Regions from separate parts of the Mus musculus genome. Here region 1 is linked to region 2. Evidence: chromatin contacts called from public promoter capture Hi-C data. All regions are on one chromosome and are shown on one strand. The core of a region is the stretch at or near the end of the contact, and the rest is flanking DNA. Distances in the headings are between cores, read along the strand shown.

Evidence for each region. Capture Hi-C pulls out chosen DNA fragments and counts their contacts.
Region 1: a contact with region 2 is called in a promoter capture Hi-C map of adipose tissue. The contact joins two enhancer-like sites. A contact is called at or near these places in 2 of 484 Hi-C or Micro-C datasets (embryonic fibroblasts and natural killer cells), 2 of 115 datasets of contacts at active chromatin or transcription factors (CD8 T cells and microglia) and 2 of 9 other capture datasets (adipose tissue and liver).

What each region holds. Positions count from the first base shown.
Region 1 is chr16:84,809,126-84,811,825 of GRCm38.p6, forward strand. Jam2 (junction adhesion molecule 2) reads left to right here. Exons shown (of 10, transcript NM_023844.5): 4 at 219-371. Among named protein-coding and RNA genes, the nearest start is that of Gm46557, 12 kb to the right of the region's middle. Within about 2 kb of position 1,381, at least 7 of the 459 cell types and tissues checked have an H3K27ac peak or open chromatin away from gene starts, as enhancers often do. A contact at or near this core is called in adipose tissue, where this site is marked.
Region 2 is chr16:84,620,106-84,622,805 of GRCm38.p6, forward strand. No RefSeq gene overlaps it. Among named protein-coding and RNA genes, the nearest start is that of 4930529L06Rik, 58 kb to the right of the region's middle. Within about 2 kb of position 1,421, at least 148 of the 459 cell types and tissues checked have an H3K27ac peak or open chromatin away from gene starts, as enhancers often do. A contact at or near this core is called in adipose tissue, where this site is marked.

The sequences.
Region 1 (2,700 bases), core at 131-2,630, 190 kb after region 2:
ACAAAGACACTGAGGGAAAGATGTTTTAAAATGTCCTACAAAAATATATAAAATGAACATGTAAGTTCAAAGTTTAAAATTAAGTTGTTTTTTTTTTTTTAACCAGGAAAACAAATGCTTTAGTTTTAAACAAAATGACTCGAGGAGGATACTACATAGAAAGTTGCTTGATTATTTCTAATGTTATTGTCTTTTGTTCCCCCCCCCCCCCACAAAAGGTGACTTTAAAGACCGTGCTGAGATGATAGATTTCAATATACGAATCAAAAATGTTACAAGAAGTGATGCTGGAGAGTATCGCTGTGAAGTCAGCGCTCCGACTGAGCAAGGCCAGAACCTGCAGGAAGATAAAGTCATGCTAGAAGTACTAGGTACAGCACACACATATGTAACGGCTGCCAGCTGTCCCGTCCTCGTCCCCCAGCCCCGCGGAAAGATTTTGGCTTTGTTTGTTTTTCAGCAGCCTGGATGGTATTACATAAGTTTCCTGTCTCTCCTCTCCCTTTCATCTTCAGTCTAACAGAGGCATACTGGATCCTTTTTGTACTTTGAATTACTAGACACTTCCTTCGGTAATTAGCCAGCGTGAACCCTGAATTTTAAAAGTCCATGCTAGGGTCTGGAAAAATGGGCCAGCAGTGGTTAAGAGCATTTGATGCTCCTGCAGATGACCCAGTTTGTCCCAAGGTCATTTCCCAGCATCTACATGGTGGTTCAGAAACTTCTGTCACTCCAGGTCCTGAAGATCTTCTACCCTCTTCTTCTGACTTCCATTCGCATTCCATGCATTCGGGGCATATACATACATTCAGGTAAAACATTCATACACATTAAATATACATAAATAAATCATTAAAGCCACCATGTTGTGTGGTCATATCCACATTTCTATATTACCGAGAATGGATTTGAAATCTTAATTATATCTTCCAGATTTCTTCATAGTACTTTATAAATATAATCTTATATAAAATATATAAATATAATTTTAAGTACTGAGAGACCATGCATGTATACTGAAGATGGGAATGTTGTGGGACTGCCAGGATTCTGCCTACCATCTTCAGTCCTGAATTTTCAAGGAGATTATTAATAGTTATCTACGGTCTTACTTAGGGTTTTCTTGCTGTGAAGAGACATCACGGTCATCCAACTCTTTGTAAGGGAAAGCATCTAATTGGGGCTGGCTTATAGGTTCAGAGGTTCAGTCCATTTATCATCATGTTGGGAAGCATGACAGCATCCAGGCAGACATGGTACTGGAAAAGGAGCCAAGAGTTCTACATCTTAATCCACAGGGAGTAGAAGGAAACTATGTGTCATACTGGGTGACCTCAAAACCCACCCCCACAGTGACACACTTCCTCCAACAAGGCCACACCTACTCCAACAAGGCCACAACTCTTAATAATGCCACTTTCTATGGGACAAACATTCAAGCACAGAGTCTGTGGAGATCATTCCTATTCAAACCACCACACCCACTACATTCTATTTTAGTTCAAGTCTCTAAGACCCAATTTCCCCAATGAGACCCTTCTTTTTTCCTTTATTTAAAAAGTACTATATAATATAATATGATAAGATAAAAGACCCCACTTCTTAAAGTCTCCACAACCTCTTCGAAAACATCAAGAGCTGGAGACCAAGTGTTCAGACACATGAGTCCATGAGTCACTCCATATTCAGATCTTATTGTTCTGCTCCTGAGTTCCAAACACTCACGGATATTTAATAAGGGAAATCCATTAAGTCTAACTTCAAAAGTCACTAGTCTCATGGTTCACACCCTGTTCTAAAGTCTGAAGTCTTAAATTGTTCAAGGCAATCGCTTAACTGTCAACCCTTATGTAATAAAATTTAAAAATAATGCAGTCTTCAGAATAAACATTCCTATTCCAAAAGAGACTAGTGGGGCCTAGAAAGGAAAGGCTGGACTGAAGCAAGGCCAAGACAAGGAAAAGAACCAAACTCCTCAGCCCCATGTCTACTCCCCGGAGCTCCTGCTGGTGTCTTCTGGGATCAGTGACTTTGGACAGCCCCATCCTGGGGCACATGTGGCTTCTCCTTGGGGATAGCTCTGTTTGGTGCCTGAATGGTTTTTCAGTGAGAGCCTTTTACAGTTTTAATATCCCAGGGTTTCACTACAACTCGGGCTTTGCCTTCACGGCTTCACACACTACTCACACAGCCATTCCATGCACAGAATCGGACAGGCTACGCGGATATTGCAGCAGCTCTCTGGGATGCTGGCATTGTTGCCAAGAACTGTATCCTGCCCCAGATGTGTCCTGACTTTCTTGGACCACAGATCCTTGTGTGCCTTTGCTACTGAACTCAGGAAAAACTCTTCCCTTGATGCCCGTTTAACGACTGATATCTATGACACTGTGTTTTCAGGAACACCCCTTCCACTTGGATTTGAATTGTTACAGTATGGAGCTCTTCTTGATAAATGGGTTTCCCCTCAAGGCACCCCTTCTTCCTTCAGGGTGCCAGTGTGTTTAACAATTACAACTGCTTTGTCTGAACCCCCTTTGGCCTCCCTGCCTGCAGACTTTAAATGTCTCTGTGCACCTCTGTTGCTAACCTTCACTTTCACATCTTTCCACCTTTCCCTTGTAAATCTGACAAGAATTGCTGGGGTTACCATGGTTACCATGCACAACTTGCACGCTAGGCTGTCTTGACATTTCCTCT
Region 2 (2,700 bases), core at 171-2,670:
ACAGCCACAGGGCCCTCACTTCCCATCTCATGCAAATGAAAGTGACATCTCTGCTTGGATGTTTCTCATCTCTTAAACATCTTCAACCAGAAGAGCTGGTAACATGAAAGAAGATCCAAAGCAGGGTGGAAAGAAAGAAAAATTCTAATCTGGGAAAAAGGAGAGGTGGAGGGGAGAAATTAATGCATTTATAGGAAAAGACATCGTGACATTATTCTTTGGTGGAAAACATTGGGTGATAGACAGCCAGAGACGGTGATTTTCTTCTTAATGGAAAGACTAATTTATAACCAAACAACTTTTTAAATGATGTCAATCTCTACTAAGGCCTTGGCAAAATTTCCACTGAACTAATGCAGTTAAAGAACTAGAAAGGCATTAGCCATAAATCGTATACTTTACAATGCTCACACATCTTTATGATCTTGTCTGCAAATCTCATAAGATTCCTGTTCCTTTGAGCTTCTTGCTTACTAGAATCCTGAAATCTCAGAAGAAAGGTCTTCCCTGTGGGTTTCCACAAAGCATGTCAAGTACAAGGATTCGTTTTTAAGACACTGGTTTTTCATTTATTCTGCAACTGTTTGTTGAGTGTTACCATGTACCAGGAAGACCCTGAGCAGACACCACACTGAGCCAAAGGCAATCTGCAATATGAATGAAGGTTCTCCAACCTAAGAAGTCAGTCTCCCCTACCCCAACTCTCCCCCTCCCCCTCCCCCTCCCCCTTCCCCTCCCCTTCCCTCTCCCCATCCCCCTCCCCCTCTCCCTCTCCCCTTCTACCTCCCTCTCCCTCCCTCTCCCTCTCCCTCTCCCCCTATACCTCCCTCTCCCCCTCTACCTCCCACTCTCCGTCTTCCTCTCCCTCTTCCCCTCTACCTCCCTCTCCCCCTCTACCTCCCACTCTCCCTTTCCCTCTTCTCCTTCCTCTCTCTCTTTCTTTCTCTTGCCCCTCTTGCCCTGTCTCCCTTTCTTCCTCCCCCCTCATTACTCCCTCTCTTCCTCTTCCCCTCCCTCCCTCCCTCTCTTTCTTCCTCAATTGATATCATTAGTGCAATGATCAAGAAAATAAATTCTAGAGTTGAAGTTTAAGCCCTATTTCCAGTAAGAAAAAAATGTGTTTTATACTAATAAAGAATTTATTAATACATTAAAATAAACAAACACTAGAGGATAGCACAAGCCGCCCTGGGGTGTGCAGCGTGACAATCATCCCTCAAGCAGCTCTCAGACAGGGTTTTGATTTTGACACACTGCATCCTCTTTTTCCTTGAGAAATGATTCCTGGGTTGTTGCCAGTCAGCCAGCGCTCCTTGAATATTTCTAAGTTATTCCATCCAACCCACTCTTTCCTCCCTCAGGGCGTCGTTAGCACAGGCACTCAGTTTCAGTTTCACTTTTTCAAACTGATAGTATTGAGAAAAAAAAAAAAACCCTGAAGTGAAAGTGTGAATCATAACACTCAGGAGTTTAGGGCCAGCGACCCATTTATAACTCAGAAAACCATGGGGTATTTCCAGACTGATGTCATTCAAAGAGAGAATGCCAGGACTGCTGAAGAATGAGAGAAATTACCCAGGCTGGTTGGGGATTTAGATAACAAGTGGGATATTCCCAGCTAATTATTTTTATATATATTTTTTTTTAAAAATGTTTTTCACAAGACCAATCTAAGTTTCAAATCCTCATGCTGACACTTATCTCAGAAATTGCCACTGTACTTTGAGTCACTTTTAATTCTCATAACAGAGACCATGTACACTAAGATATTGATTTAGATAGGACAGCAAAAAGCCAAGGCTGGAGACATGCACTTACAAGGCAGCCTTCGGAGGGTCGAGCCAGGATAACAAGCTCTGGGCTAGAATGGGCTACACAGCAAGTTTAAGGCCAGCTTATGCTACTCGGTAAAAACCTTTCTTCAAAATACAATGGCTGAGGTTATAACTCAGTGTCGAACCATTTACTTACCAAGCTAAATCCCCGGGTTTACATCTCTGTACATATAATAAGGATACTACAATATAAAGCTTTTATACTGTCTTTTTTATTTTCTTTGAAGATGTACCTAAATGCTAGCTATCATAAATTTGTAAGAAACTATTTTGCTTATGAATATGGTGTTGCATAGGAATAAACTACCTTTGCTCATTGATTGAGTTTTACTTTATACTCTTTGAAAAAGAAATAGACATCAATTGTCATTTTTTTAACTAAAAATTAATAGGATATTTCTCTTCTCCCCACTACAATGAAGCTCTTTGGAAATTTTCCAGGTTTAAGTAGATGTTAAACCTAGCACACATCATAAAGAAGAAATGTTTTCCAGCGAATATTTTCTTCTTGCTCTCTACATTTGCTAAGGAAATGCTGCTGGCTTCAGCTCTGTCATATTGGCTCTTCAGTTTGCTGGTTGCTTTGGTAATGTTTTCTAAATCCACTTGTGAGTCAAAGCTGCTGCTACCCTCTGCAATGAGTGTACAACTTGGTCTCTTGTGAATCAATGTTCCTGACGTGTTAGAAAGCAGAATTTTTAGTTGGGCAGTGTTGGTGCACACCTGTAGTCCCAGCACTTGGGAGGCAGAGGCAGGCGGATTTCTGAGTTTGAGTCCAGCCTGGTCTACAAAGTGAGTTCCAGGACAGCCAGGGCTACACAAATCCTGTCTCAAAAAAAACAAAAACAAAAACAAAAACAAAAAC